2 separate regions of the Rattus norvegicus genome follow, and region 1 is linked to region 2. Evidence: chromatin contacts called from public Hi-C data. All regions are on one chromosome and are shown on one strand. Each heading gives the region's core, a stretch centred on a gene start, on an enhancer-like site or on the middle of the called end of the contact. The rest is flanking DNA. Distances are from core to core; before and after follow the strand shown. Region 1 overlaps Il6st (interleukin 6 cytokine family signal transducer). Region 2 holds the start of Ankrd55 (ankyrin repeat domain 55).

Region 1 (2,982 bases), core at 315-2,814, 190 kb before region 2:
AAGTGTTAATTTCCTGGCAGATACACATACATAGGGAGCTCAGTCCTGCCGGGCCCAGGCTTCCATGCCCAACTTGAATGGTGATGGTGCCAGCCTTGTAGTGTGAATTCTGGTCTCTCTGACCCTGACCTGGCCTTCCTGTGCCCGACTTTCATCATCTAACTTCAATCCTGGCATTTTAGCAATTCTAGGCTGGTTTTGCCAAGAAGGCAACTGAATACCAGAGCAAAGCACGTACAGTCCCATGAGGATTATACACGTGAAAGGACTCAGAACAGGATTACCTAGTATAAAAATATAACGATAACACATCACAAGTAGAGTATAAACAGTCCTCTGAGTGAACGGCAAAACCACATCCAGCTCAGTGCACATCAACTCCTCCTCAGCCACCGTGGGGCAGCGGCTATGAATGATTAAGGGCCATGTTCTGAAACTTTAATCCTTTTCCTGTGCGCACACTTGGTGGTAATCAACCACTAATGGCGCTCAGTCAACTCCTGCCCACCCAGGACATGTCACTGGAAAGTTAGGCGCATACATAATGGCTTTAGTGCTAAACACCGGATGTCCAGGCTATTCCTTAACAAAGCAACCTAAGGAACAGGTTTAAGATAGTCCTAAATCCTGTGTAAAACTCTACCTCATAAATGGCAGATATTAAAACTACCTGGTCGGGTGTGTGGCAGCGCACACCCGAAGTCCCAACACTCAGGAAGCTGAGACAGGAGGATCGCTTGAGCCTACATAACATAGTGAGATGTGTAGGTGAGCTCAGTGGTAGTGTCTAGCATGTACAAGGCTGTGGGCTCAATCCCCGCCCAGCAAACTAACAAAACCCTCACGGCTTCGTCAGCTTTGTAGGAGGACTTCTGCCACGGTGGTGGTCACAGACATCGGTGCGTGAGCTCTGGGACTCGCCTGAGCCTCTGGGCAATGCCACCCTTCAGCAAACACCTTGCTAGTCTTAAAAACAAAAACAAGGTGGAGTCAATTAAAGTAATGTACAGTTGAAGACATTCTGGATAAAGTGCTTCCTCCACCAACATCTGGAATCATCTGTCCCTGGTGTGTTTATATACGTTCAGAAAAATGTCAGCAACTTAAGTCTTTAAAAACAGCAAATTTTTAAGTCAAGTGGTGGTGGTGGTACATGCCTTTAACCCCAGTACTCCGGAGGCTGAGGCAGACAAATCTCTGTGAGTTTGAGGCCAGCCCGGTCCACTAGAGTGTTGGTGAAACTGACTTTGAAAAATGTTATCACTAATAAGCAGGTTTCTGTGAGGTTTTAGGTGAATATAAGGTAATGGGTTCTTCTATGCTGCTTCTCTTGAAAGTTCGTCCTTTTCTTCAGTAATAACTGGAAGCATCGATACCAACGGCACCAAACAAGCCAAGATTCTCTAATAACAAACCCAGAAATGAGCCACCCTGCCCCCTCCACTCTTTTTTTTTTTTTTTTGATAGGTGACACAATCTGGGCAGTCTGCCCGGGGAACTCTGACATGAAGCTGCTGGCTGAGGAGGGTTAGACCTTTGCTCCCGGCATCTGAATGGTCAGTCTCACCACCAGCACAGCTGAGCGACGCCATGGCTCGGCTCGGCTCATTTAAATTCCCCACTTTCTATGGAGCAAAACAAAAGCTTTACAAACTCAGACACACTTAGTTTTCAGCAGTGCAAACATTCTGAAACAGCGCAGAGTCCTCCAGCTATTCAGAGGATAAAGTCAGTTCATGTAGTGCTTGAAGGAGAATCCCAGATACTCTGGAATGGAGATGGCCCAGTTGTGACTTTGTCCTTAAAGGCAATGGTTATCATCAGGGACTGAAGATTATTTCCCATCTGAAGTCACGAGCATTTTAGCTTTACTTCGCAGTCCCGCTGAGGTCCCGCAGGAGCCGGTCCCTCACTGTGGCATGTAGCCACCTTGTCTTACAGTCTGTGGCAAGTAACTTTTGGAAATGTCTTCATCCATCGCTGTCTCCATTCCAACAGATTCGAATCTCTCTATCTGTCCATCAGTCCCTGTGCCAAGAGCATCTGCCACAGAACCTTCCTGAAACAGCCTCCGTTGCTCGGAGCCATAGGGCTCTGAAATGTGATCTGAAACCTGCTGCTGTTTCAGTCTGACAAAATCCTCCTCACTGCCTGACGGAACCTGGCTTGACCTTTCGAAGTGTGAAACATCTGGACTGGCTCCAGGCTGACTGCAGCTTTGTTTGAAATACTGTTGCCTGGGTAAGATCTCGTCACCGCTGTCCACACTATCCACCAGCTGCAGGTCCTCTGGCCGCTCCTCGGAGTCTAGCAGGGGCTGGGTGGACTCAGACCTTGAGAACACTTGCACTGACGGCACCTGGTGCCTGTAGCCGCTGTGCACCACGGTGGAGTACTGCACCGTGCTTGCGGTGCTCTGAGCAGACTCGTTCTCCTCACTGCTGGAGATGCTGGGCCTAGAAGAGGACATGCACGAGGACCCCCCAATGCCACTGCTGTGCCCTTCTGTACTTATTTTCTCCTTCTTGAACAGGTCCAAGGATTTCAGGTCATCTGGACAAGGCTTTTTGTTGTTTGCTTCTATTTCCACAACGCTTACGTCAGTGAAATTGGCATCTGAGTACATCTGATCTTTGGAGTTAAAATTGTGCTGGAAAGAGAAAAATGAATGAATGAATGATACTCTGGGCATATTTCGACTTTTTAAATCACTGAGCCATTGCTCTGAGCCCTATATTACAGCTTTTTTAAATAAAAACATGTAAGGGCTTGTGTGTGGTTGAAACCGTTAAGTGACTTCCAGGGGTGAGAATCATCCACCTCGAGGAGTCTTAGCAACCAGCTGAATGCAGACAAATAAAGCAAACCAAGGCGTCCAGATTCGGCTGCACTTCCAGTTTGCAAAGTAACATCTTTGTAAGCACGTAGGCTATAACTAGAACTGAGTGTTTCATATCTGCTGTAGGCAGCCTAGAGTTACAT
Region 2 (2,700 bases), core at 180-2,679:
TTTTAGTTATCCTATCCATAGTTCTTAGTTGTATTTGGAAAGAATGGAGGTGAAAATGCAACCATGACAACGATGATGTGTGTGCACGCGCACATGAGCATTGTGACACACACACACACACACACACACACACACACACACACACACATCCTTACTTGGCCATTCCTACAAAAATACTGGAAACAACCCACTCCATAATAATATGTGAAACATAATAGGTGACTAGTAGGTGAAAGATGATGAAGTTCTGTGTCCAATGTCATGCTGAGAGGTGCCAAGGGATTCTACAGAGCCACAGGCAAGATGCCTGCAATATCCTGTGGTCAGTCAAAAAGAATTTCATTAGTATGGCTCATCTCAAAAGACAATCTCTGAAAGAGTAATGCATCTCATCCCAGGTTTTTTAAAAAAAATGCACAAACAGCTTACCTTCACTGTCACAACATTCTAGGATGGACGGATCCTCCCGGATCACGGCAGTCAGAGAGTTGACATCTCCATTCGATGCTGCCTGATACACCATTGTCAGGTCGACTTCTTCAGATGAGTCACCTACACAAACCAGATACTCTGTTAGTGTGCAAAGTGAGTTCACTCAAAGGATACCACAGACCAGATTGTCACCCACACAAGTGAGTCACTAAACCTTCCTCTCCAGTGAATCCAGGCAGAGGCGGGGTCAGCTTAGTCATATACTCTCTTCTGAAGGGACACTTCTGAAGAAAAGTGGGCCACTCTAGGTCATTCGCACACTACCACATGTTGGCAAGGAGCCTTGGGATTGACGTGTTATGACTCTTTAGGCATTGAGGTTTCCCAAAATCAGAGAGACCAGTAAGGGAAGAGGGCCATCTTCTTCATTTCAATCTATTCTTCAAGATCTGAAGCATACTATGTTTTCTCTTTTGTTTGTTTCTGTTTAGAGCCACGGTCCTGTGTAGCCCAGGTTGGCCTTAATTTTCTATGTAGCTGAGGCTGACCTTGGATTTCTGATTCTCTTACACCCACCCCTGAGAGTTGGCATTTGCAGACGTGGGCTGCTATGCCTGGTTTTGTGCAATTGTTGGAAATTGAAAACATGTGCTCTCTAGGTAAGCCCTCTACCAACTGAACTACATCCATGGACATATTACCGGTCTTCTTAGTACCTCACTTTGTCCATCTTTGGGAGAAGCATTATGGTCATTCCTCTCTCTCTTCCAAAGATGTTCGTACCTTGATCTTAGCTCACTATCTATCTCCAGATGCCCTTATCCTGTTGCTTCACATGGGAGGCCCTGGAGACTGGGAAGGGAGAAGATGGGGCTCTCCTCCCTTGCTGAGCATCTAGCAGTAGCTGCCTCCTTCCTACCAGGAGCTTTCCCTATGCAGAACTAGCTCTCACGTGGCCCCCTCACAACCTGCCCACCACTGCTGTCCAACTGTAAGTTGAGCAATAGCTTTTTGTTGGTGTTCATCTGTAGCACTGCTATTTGCATCTTGTGCCTCGTTTTGCATATTTTCCCTTCCATTAAAGCCATTTTCAATCACCTGGGTTTGTATAGATGCTATTTCTAGAAGAACCTAGGTTGTACAAAACAAACTGCTTTGAATGAGGGAGCCAACTGTTTACTCTGCCTTTGTGAAGAATTGATCCAACAATGTTACTGCCAAGGATGACCACAGACTGCAGTCAGGTGACTCCCAGAATTCGCAGAGAAGCAAGCTCTCCTGTGGAGATGCCTTGAGACAGGCTATGCCGAGCCCCTCTATCAGTGACACCCGTGCTTGTTTTCTCCGAGTGTAACTGATGTTCAGAGAAAGAATATCTCAACGGTTTTAAAGTTGTGTTTTTCTTCTCCTGTGGACAATAGGGCCATTGGCCTTTTGGTTCTTTGAACTTTAGCTGGCACGCATCCTAGAGTTTTGTTTTGGTTTCTCTGTCCCCGTGTTTCTGAGAAACCATTAATGATTTTTAACCAGCTAGCCAGTCCAATGCAAGGACCGCTTACTTACAACAGCATCGTTTTGTAAAGTGGGCCACTGCTTTCTAACTCCTCCACATTTGGTTTTGTGTTTCATATTTTGAAGCAGCCTCTCCTGTCATTTGTGCGACAGGTGAAGGGTCAGATACCTTAGGTACAAGCCAGGCTTGTGCTAACTGGCTATGTGGAAGTTTGGACCAGGCACCCTCACCTGGCTTAGCTTCCTTACTTGTAATGTGGAGATCTTGACAACACTGACAACTGTCTCCCTTGGGTGGAGTGACACTGTGGTAATACTAATCCTGTGTGCTTAATAGCAGCCTGGCATTTAGTAAGCATTTTTTAGTACCTGCTATTTATACTGCCCCACTCAAAAACTTTTAGCTTATTTAGACAGTATTACATGTCTGAGGTATATGTTTAAAATGGGGCTCTTGTTGAAGGCTATGAAAGAAGCCATATATTGTTTAGATTTTGTTACAAATCTTCCCATAACTCATGCAGGACGGTGTCATTATGCAGCAAGGCAGGTCCAGGATAAAGTGAAGCCTAACACTGGATGAGAAGGAAGGTTAGGTGGGGGGGGGCAATCTAGGAGGGAGAGAGGAGGAGGAGGAGAAGCAGGAGAATCAAGATGGGGACGACAGAGCAGGATGATCCACGTGGACTAGGTCATTTTATCTTGTCTAGGTAGGCGGTTTCTATCTTTACTAACTGGCAGTGAATTTATTGTGGG

What was found. Hi-C and Micro-C count contacts between places; a contact is called where the count stands out from the background.
Region 1: a Hi-C map of liver shows a contact between it and region 2, with 2.4 times the contacts expected there. The contact joins the enhancer-like site here to the promoter of Ankrd55 in region 2. A contact is called at or near these places in 10 of 12 Hi-C or Micro-C datasets (the A7r5 cell line, the Rat2 cell line, Schwann cells and 6 more).

Annotation. Positions count from the first base shown.
Region 1 is chr2:45,833,748-45,836,729 of GRCr8, reverse strand. Il6st (interleukin 6 cytokine family signal transducer) reads right to left here. Exons shown (of 15, transcript NM_001008725.3): 15 at 1-2,650. The coding sequence ends at 1,910. LOC134485838 (a long non-coding RNA gene) reads left to right here. Exons shown (of 2, transcript XR_010064089.1): 2 at 1-222. Among named protein-coding and RNA genes, the nearest start is that of Il6st, 25 kb to the right of the region's middle. Within about 2 kb of position 1,564, at least 9 of the 93 cell types and tissues checked have an H3K27ac peak or open chromatin away from gene starts, as enhancers often do. A contact at or near this core is called in kidney and liver, where this site is marked.
Region 2 is chr2:45,646,515-45,649,214 of GRCr8, reverse strand. It overlaps Ankrd55 (ankyrin repeat domain 55), which reads right to left and starts at 1,429. Exons shown (of 10, transcript NM_001270039.1): 1 at 430-1,429. The coding sequence starts at 523. The region is part of intron 3 of LOC103691456 (a long non-coding RNA gene); the gene reads left to right.